2 separate regions of the Sorghum bicolor genome follow, and region 1 is linked to region 2. Evidence: chromatin contacts called from public HiCAR-type data. All regions are on one chromosome and are shown on one strand. The core of a region is the stretch at or near the end of the contact, and the rest is flanking DNA. Distances in the headings are between cores, read along the strand shown.

Region 1 (4,636 bases), core at 1,437-3,936, 200 kb before region 2:
ATGTATCAACCCCAACAGGACGAGTAGTAGCCTCAGCTGCTGCTGCTGCGGCGGCGGCAGCGGCAGCGGCAGCAGCTGCAGCAGCGGCATTCTTTCGAGCCCTCTTGTTTGCCTTTTTATCATAAGTATAGATGCCATTGGTTACGTTCACAGCAGAATGGTTTCTTCGCTTCTCATCATAAACAACCTTCCTGCTAGTATCTGACAACACACTCCATGCCTCAGAGATCAGTTTGAAGGCCTCCTCAGCACCAACTGACTTGTTCTTGTCTGGGTGTAGCAGCAAAGCTAGCTTCCTATATTGCTTCTTCACCTCCTCTTCATCTGCAAAGGCGCCTAAAGACAATATCCGGTACCAGTCACTCTCTCCATCAATCTTGGACTCAGCTGCAAGATGAACTTCAAGTGTTGAGACCATCTGCAATATGCCTTCAAGTGTCGGGCAGAGATTCTGGGCCTTGAGTGCGTACTTCCGAGCACCCCTGATGTCACGGGCATGGAATTTGGTCTCAGCAACATTTTTGGCTTTCAGGGCCTCATCCATATTGTACTCCTCACCCATCTGTGCCTCTGGACTCGATTGGCCAACAAATTAACTTGAGCGGGAGCAGAGAATCCAAAGATCAAGAACTGGACAAGATTAAGTGTGCATCCAGATTAGAAATCTTCATTGCCCTGGCCTGCAGTTAAGTACATCCAGGTTAGAAATCTCAACGACAACACCAAATTGAAAGAACACTATGACGTAACAATATATACAACAAAACATAGTGATCCACTTACGTGAAAAACAAACGAGCATGTAAACAAGCACTGAAGAGGTCCTAGAAAAGTAAGCTACCACGTTTGAACTAATCATTTCAGATCCAAAACAAATTAGAAGCGAGTACTTCAATTAAACCATACTTCGGTCCCAGAAAAGTAAGCTACGACGTTTGAACTAATCATTTCAGATCCAAAGCAAATTAGAAGTGAGCACTTCACTTAGACCATACTTATCGCTAGTTCTATTTCATGGAGAACTGACATTTAACAGTATTAACTTCAACTCAGACAGAACATGTGCTCCCATGAAACCACTACGCGGCACTGAGATTCAAACTTCACTAAATTTGGACCCACATCCTTACTCCACATTTCACCCTTAATCTGCAGCTACTAAGCTAAGCAGATCTATCCATGCAGCATGGATACGGATAAGGATACGGATCCACAGGATACTGCAATTTCTCAGAAAACACAATATGTGGATACGTATTACTACTTTTTAATAATAATGCAAATTAAAATTGTGAGTCTAAAATTTGAGTAATCACTAACTATTAGTTTAGTACACAATCTCATACATCAGGTCACCTTGTAGGTTTCTCGTTTTCCACCCTAATGTCTGTTGTGGTTGTGGGGAACACACAAAATCAAGCAACGAGGACTGCAGACGCAGAGTAGATCAGGTCAAGTATGTGAAGGACATGTACTCATGGGAGGTCTCCGGCAGCTTGCTTTGCTCCTGAACCGTCCTCTCCCCTGCATCGCGTGAGCTAGCCGCAGCCTTGGCGGACTGGTGGGCGTTCCCCGCGCGACAGTCTGGACGAGGAGAGATCGATTGATGCCACAGAGGGGGCGGGGTCTCGTCTCCGGAGTCCGGAGAGCGGTGGCGCACCTCCTGCGCGGCGCGCGTGTCCGCAGCAGGCGGCGCGAGGGGGCGGGGGCTCGTCGCCGGAGGCCGGCGAGCAGTGGCGCATCTCCTGCGCGAGGGGCGGGGGCTCGTCGCCGGCGGGCGGCGGCCGGCGAGTGGTGGCGCATCTCTAGCGCGGGAGGCGTCAGGGCTAGGCACAGAGATAAGGGAGCGCTTGTTGGGCTGGGCTTTCCTTTCATTCATAGCCAAAAAAAAAAAAAAAAAAACCAAACCCCTCAATCCGCGTGGGGAAGGGACCGACAGGGACGAGCTATTGGCGTGGCCGCGTGGGAAGGAGAAGGACGGAGACCTACCCGTGGAGCTGTCTGGTGTGGCGGCCGCGCCGGAGCGGGTCGCGGGGACGCTGGTGCTGCAGAGGGCGGACGCCGCGCCGGAGCAGGTCGCGAGGACGCTGGGCCCAATCCCAGGCGGTGCTGCTCGACTGGGCGCGGTCTCCTCTCCGGGTCGCGGCGCGACGAGCTTCGGCGGCGGGCGGAGAGGCGAGCTCGGCCGCGGGGAAGAAGGGGCGGCCGCCGCCCCCCCTCTGCTGATGGATCGGCGACTACCGGCGAGACGGACCACACTCGCCCGCCAGATCTGGCCGCGGTCGAGACGGACCACACTCGCCCGCCAGATCTGGCCGCGGCAGACCGCGGCCGGCGGCGAGACGCACCTCAACCAGAAGCTCGCTGACAGCCAGAGGACTCACCGGCGGCGGATCATCTCCGGGGGGCGCGGCGGATTTTTGGGCCTCGAAATTTTATTTCAGGGGAGGAGCAAGCTCGAAAAAACGAAGCTTTTTTAGTCAAAGCCTCCAAAATTTTGCAATACACAATGGCAATGTGCTGCGAAGGGTCATGTAGCTGCAGTAGGAGTAGAAAAAGAGTAGGTCAGGTCATGTGTGTCCTGTAAAAAGGGAAATAAATTATTCCATCTCTGTTTTTTGTTTGCTCCAAAAGTTTCAAACTTTGCCCCTATTCGGTGCCCCAAATTAATTCCGGTAACAGTGCAGCCCCAAACAACAGGCTCAGCCCTAACTCAGGGGCTTTCTTGGGATTTCCACCTTTTTTTCTTTCTTTCTTCCTCACAAAAATACCTTTTTAGTATACTGATTACTGTTTTATTAGCTGGAGACCATTTGAGGCCAGCACAAGGGTACTCGATATGGGAAATGGCTCTGATGTCCTCCTGGCGGGCCCCACATCACTTCAGACATACAAAGGCACCCATGAGGTAATTTTTTTTTTTTGAAACTACCCATGAGGTAATTTGCTTGCGTACAGGTATGTGATATACTAGTCGTATACGCGTGTACGTGACACTTTATTAGGGGCTATTTGTGTAAAATCACAGCAGTGGGGGGTAACCTGGTGCTGGTGTTAGAACAACCAAATGCCAGGGACATATCAGGAATTTCCCATGCAATAATGCTTAGGGTTAAAATCACAACCACCAGCAACAAAAAGGTTCCTCTCACTCGTCTCTTAAGCCTAATTTTTTTTTCCTCCACCGGAGAAGATACCTTGTGTACATATGGCTGTGTGAGAACCCCCTTTTCCCAAGTGTGGGACCCACTCCCTTGTTACTAGTCTTTAAGCATTCCCTCTCTACATCATCAGTCACCAGCACTTTTTTTTCTGTACTGGTATCTCAAAAGGAATACAATATCAAAGCAAACAGCACTAGCACAAAAATATCTTGAGCAAGTACTAACACTGTTGACATTTCTTCTGTCGGTGTAACAACAGTTCACAGATAGAGTGATCCTGAAACTGGTTCATACAATGATAAATATGGATTATTTGAGCTTACCAAGTAAAGAACATGAGGATTTGCCACATGAACTGCAATAAACTACAGCCTTGAGCTAAAGCTACACCCAGTTTCAGAAGACAGCAGATGATATGGACGAACATAAGGGTAGTCTGCCCTGAAGATCTCCAGGTCCTTAGAGTCTGTAATAGAACGCTAATCAAGATCACACTTCAGAAGTAGCTGGACACAATAGAACCTATAATGGAACAGCTGGCGAGGACTGTAATGATGTGCTGTTGCTGTTATGGACCTGCAGCAGCAAGATACTCTTGTTGGTTGTTGCCCCTTAGGGATGAACTTGAAGAGTTGGAGCTGGAATTGCTGAGCTGCTCACCCAATGACCAAAAGGCCAAAAGTGCTCAAGAAAAATGTAGGAGATGGTTCAGAGGTGCGGGTGACCAGGTGTAGAGAAACAGAACTGGGCAAGTAGGTCCTCATCCGGTTCAAACATTTCAGTTGTTGGCCAATCAGGAGCTGAATGTAAATATTACAGTGTACAGCAGTGGAACTAGTTTAGATTCTAAATAGCCAGTGTCGAACAGCTGGGTAACTGATTGATCCTTCAGCTGAATGGAAGACCACACAGATCTCATGAGAAAATAAGATCACTTAGGTAAATGTTACATTCAGAAGCTCAGGAAGAAAAAGGGACAGGGATCTTTTTTCAGTCACAGCAAATGCCAAGCAGTGAGTGTTTCTGAGGCTACTGTAGCACTTCTGCAAAGACCAAGATGTTCATCAGACCACACAGATCTCATGAGAAAATAAGATCACTTAGGTACATGTTACATTCAGAAGCTCACGAAGAAAAAGGGACAGGGATCATCATTTTTCAGTCAGAGCAAATGCCAAGCTGTGGGTGTTTCTGAGGTTACTGTAGCACTTCTGCAAAGACCACAATGTTCATCAAGAGCTAGTAACGGCAATATGTATAAGAACAGAGATATGCCTAAATGCACTGGAACTTATAGTCCATTGTGTGTTCCAGCTTCAGAATGCAGTTCAGAGGAACAGTACATACCTGGTAAGTTTGGAGCTCCGATAACGAAATTTGAAATGCGTGGAAGCACTCCATGGTCCAAGTTGATGCTCAATGTAACAATCCTGATTCTTTTCTCTTCAGGTCGTTGTTCCCAAGTACAGTTT
Region 2 (4,238 bases), core at 1,214-3,713:
ATAGAAGAGTTTGAAGAAATCAATAGTCTATCCATTAATGGTAATTGTCGATGCTGCCTCACCAAATGACATGCATCGGTGAAATTTTTGACTTCTAGAGAGTTGTTCTTCTTGCTCTTCTGAGTATTCCAAAGAGGAGAAGGACAAGTTGGTTAACTCTAGAGCCACCAACTTGTGAAAGGTGCAAGTTGAGCCATAATTGCAACAGCCACCAAGGACCTATGATTGTTAGAACAACTTCACTTTTCATCAAATGCTGAGAAACTCTATTCAAAAGGTTGTATAGGGCTCCAAGAAGAAGTTTGCCAAGTGGAATTTCTGAGTTGACTGCTATTTTCTCTGCCAGGGCATGGTAATTAGATGTTGGAGCATAGGCCTATCCACAGAAGACATATCTATCCAACCACATGTTTAAGAAAGCTATACGTTCTCTATCGGTCACAGTTTTCTTATCAGTCCTAAAGGTGGTGATATAGTTGGACCAGCCTCTGGTTCTCATGCTTTCGAGTCTGCTGGAGGGTTTTATCAGCAAACTAAAGGGATTGATCTGCCCTGCAATGTTGAGACCTATCAGCATGTGAGCATCGGCTAAGGTTGGGGACATTGGGCCTTGTCTGAAGAAGAAGACATTATATGTGCTAGACTAGAAAAAGCAAGCAGCTCTAAGCATAGGTTCATTCTTCTTGATATTAGAAAGAGACAAAGAGATGCACTCATCTAAATTGCGAGTCTCCCAATGTGTTTTTTAGCCGATACCTTGATCAACCAGTCCCTCCAACCTGGGATGATTGATGGCCAATTTCTCATGGAGGATTTCTTATCCCAGAGATTGGGGTGAATATTAGAATGCTTGAAAGGGACTATTGGTTTCAGCAATAATTGCTCTGCTTGGATTTGAGTCGCCCATGGAGCCTAAGAAAATCTTGTGCAGGTTGTCCTCAAGAGGGATGAATATTTGGTTCTGAAGATCCTGAAGGTAGGAAAAAGCATGAGCAAATATTGAAGGGGAAAAGGAGATTAGAAAGAACGAAGGAAGAAAAAAAATACCTCAGGAATATTATCGATAGACGCCATTGGAATAAAGGAGTCGCCGAGTTGAAAGCTCGATTGGATGTTGTTGAATCGTGTCTAAGTCTTGCGGGTTGTGTGGGTTTCAAATTTTTGACTGGAATTACTTTGGAGGGAAACCCTAGCTTTTTAAAACTGATGGATAGGGAAGAATAGAGGAGTAAACGGAGTCATCAATGTGTCCGCGTTGGTTTTGATTGGCGTTGGTAATTGGCAAATTTTGAAATAAAACTAAATTTATCTCAAAATTGGGGAGCATGTGTTAACCCCAAATTTTGGTGAGACAGGATTCGTCTGTGGGTCCACCCCATGGAAAGTAGGAACGACCGGATAGTGGATCGACTAAACAAAAGCATGGATGAAATTAGTCGATCAGAGCATATCGAATCAAAGCAAGGCACAAGAAGACGTGTCGGGTTTTATTACAAAGAAGGAATTGGAGTCCGGATTACCTTTTTTGAGTAGTCGTGTAATATTAGAATACATGACTAGGTTCCGGGGCTATAAATATTAGAAACCTGATCAAAAATATACACAATCAAATACAAACATTTTTCGGCTCCAGCCATCAACCTTAGGAGTAGGAGTAAGAGTAGATCTCGACAAGATCTTCGACAAATCGAGCTGCATTGGTTGATTTCGACATTCGGTTTGCTTGTAAGTATTGTCATGGTTTATGTTTCGTTTATCACGGCTACATCATTCGAACTCGTGTTAAGCTCGATTTGAACTAGTTATCGACTTAGATCTTATTTGTAAGGCTGCCCTTAACAGACAAAATAATAACCGAAATGATAAATAGAAAATCCCAATTTTTTTAGCTCAAATGGGGAACTAAACAAGCCCTTAAATAAAATTTGTCTTCTATATCTTTTAACCCTTGAGCGGTTTCTCTATCGTCTACAGGCTTTGGTGAGGTAGTCCCGTTGTCTATCTTAACTAACGAGAAATAGGAATAGAAAATAGCAATATTTGGTGAAAGAGAAAAGGTTGTTGGAGACCCTTTTTTTCACTAAAATTTCTCTTTCTGGGCCTTGTTTAGTTCCTAAAAAATTTTACAAATTTTTTAGATTCCACATTACATCGAATTTTACGGTACATGCATGAAGCATTAAATATAAATGAAAGAAATAGCTAATTACACAATTTATCTATAATTTACGAGATAAATATTTTAAATCTAGTTAGTTCATGATTGGATAATATTTATCAAATATAAATAAAAGTGCTACTGAATCCGTTTTGCAAAAAATTTTGGAACTAAACCAGACCCTGTTGAAAGAGAAAATTTCACTATTCGAAGAGAGCCCATAGTGGGCTCGGAAAGCGCTCTGGCATCATGCGACGGTGGCCCGGCCCATACGGGTAGTGAAGTTTGGCTGCTTGCTCTGTAGGACTGGTCCGGAAAGGGATTTTCTTTTCCTAAAAAAAAAGGAAAAGGATTTTCTCGGCGCGCTACGACTGAGCCGAGAGGAGCGGTAGATCGGCGGCAGCGGCGAGGTAGGGTTCCGGCGAGTGCACTCAATGGCCTCTGAGGCGGCGCGTCGGCGGCAGGAGATGGCGTTGGAGGGTCAGCGGCACCTGGAGGAGACCATCGCAGCCGCGTTCCAGATCCTCGTATCCATGAACGACGAGCTCTGCAACGCCGGCCTCTGGTCCTCCTCCTCCGTCTCGGCCGCTGCCGCTGGCTCCCAGCACCACCACTCTGCTACTACGCCGCCGCCGCCACACTCTGCGGACTCCGACGCCGCCGACGCAGGGGGCGGGCCCGGCCCCGGCGGGTCGCTCGACGAGGCGAGGCACCGCTACAAGTCAGCCGTGGCGGCGCTGCGGGCCTCCATCTCTGCCTTGTCGTCCTGCGCTCAGGTGAGACCTTGATGCACCTTGTGCTCCTGGCGCTTATGCCTAAAATTGTTTTAGGCGCATTCTTCTGTGATGAAAGATGGTACTTATGGTGTAAAAAAAATCGGGGCATTGCCATGTAGGGGAGCCAAAGCAAATTCTTGTTACGAGACTGATTTGAGATATTTGCAATGGTAACAACTCCAACTCATGTAATGTAATGTCTTGGTGGCCATTTCCAAAGCTTACAAATTTTTTATTTCCATAGATAGGTCCGTATTTGGTGGCACAATTATAAAGGTGAAATATTGATGTGAACTTGTGAAGTATGTGGTGCTATGGTAGACATTACTTCTTTTGAGAAAACAAATCTTGCCTTGCTAAAAAGAACATCATTGGCGACCTAAGATTGACCCCACATTTGATTTCAGTACCAAGGATCCAGTCGAAATGAACCATTTACCAGTCAAGTCAAGCCAAAATTATTGGTTGATGAACCTCTTCCCACCGACCCAACTTAGGAGTCTGCTGCATTCATGCATGCCAAATGCACAGGGGTGCTATTGACCAAGGTTCGGCTAGGCGTCGACTAGGCGTCGACTAGGCGCGATTAGGCGCTAGGCGAAGCCCGTCGCCTCGACTATGGCCATAGTCGCGCTTCCAGGCGCTGGGCGGCGCGGAGTCGGCGCTGGGCGGCGCGGAGGCGGGCGCGAGCACGAGCGCGGCCAATTTAGCGCGCCAAATCGGAGAGCGGGAGAATTTCCCGCGCGGCCAGGCGCGCGCTGCCACGAAACGGAGGCGCGGGAGAATAGAAGGGAGCGCGGCGACCTCCCTGCTCCTCCAATCTCTTCCCCTGCTCCTCCAATCTCTTCCCCTGCTCTCCTCCAATCTCTTCCCCTGCTCATCCCCGAGGCGCCCCCCGCTGGTCCTGCTCCTCCTCCCGCCGGTCCTGCTCCTCCCCTGCTCCTCCAAGTTCGTCCCCTGCTCTTCCCCGACGTGCCGCCGCTGCCCTGCTCGTCCTCGACTGGAACACTTCCCCACCGGCCACCCCAAGTCCCCAAGGTGAGCTCCCTTCCCTCCCAGCTCCTCCCCTGCTCATCTCCCCTCTTTGCTCTTTGCTCTTTGTTCAGTAGCAGTAAAAATGTGTTGCAGTTGCAGCCATATATATATAGTCAATAGTCATATATATATATAATATATATATATAGTCAATAGTCATATATATAATATATATATATAATTTATGGCTATATTGCCAAAACGCCTAGGAAAACGCCTAGGAGCGCCTAGGACCGAGTACTCCCGACTAGGCGCTAGGCAATGGGTCA

Evidence for each region. HiCAR-type assays count read pairs that join an accessible place to other places.
Region 1: a contact with region 2 is called in a HiCAR-type map of leaf, with 9 times the contacts expected there. The contact joins the promoter of LOC8070968 here to the promoter of LOC8070965 in region 2. A contact is called at or near these places in 2 of 4 Hi-C or Micro-C datasets (leaf and leaf mesophyll) and 1 of 1 datasets of contacts at active chromatin or transcription factors (leaf).

What each region holds. Positions count from the first base shown.
Region 1 is chr6:38,397,877-38,402,512 of Sorghum_bicolor_NCBIv3, reverse strand. LOC8070968 reads right to left here and starts at 2,686. Exons shown (of 2, transcript XM_002446260.2): 1 at 1,990-2,686; 2 at 1-680. The coding sequence starts at 562.
Region 2 is chr6:38,195,166-38,199,403 of Sorghum_bicolor_NCBIv3, reverse strand. It overlaps LOC8070965 (mediator of RNA polymerase II transcription subunit 30), which reads left to right and starts at 2,463. Exons shown (of 3, transcript XM_002447661.2): 1 at 2,463-2,934. The coding sequence starts at 2,593.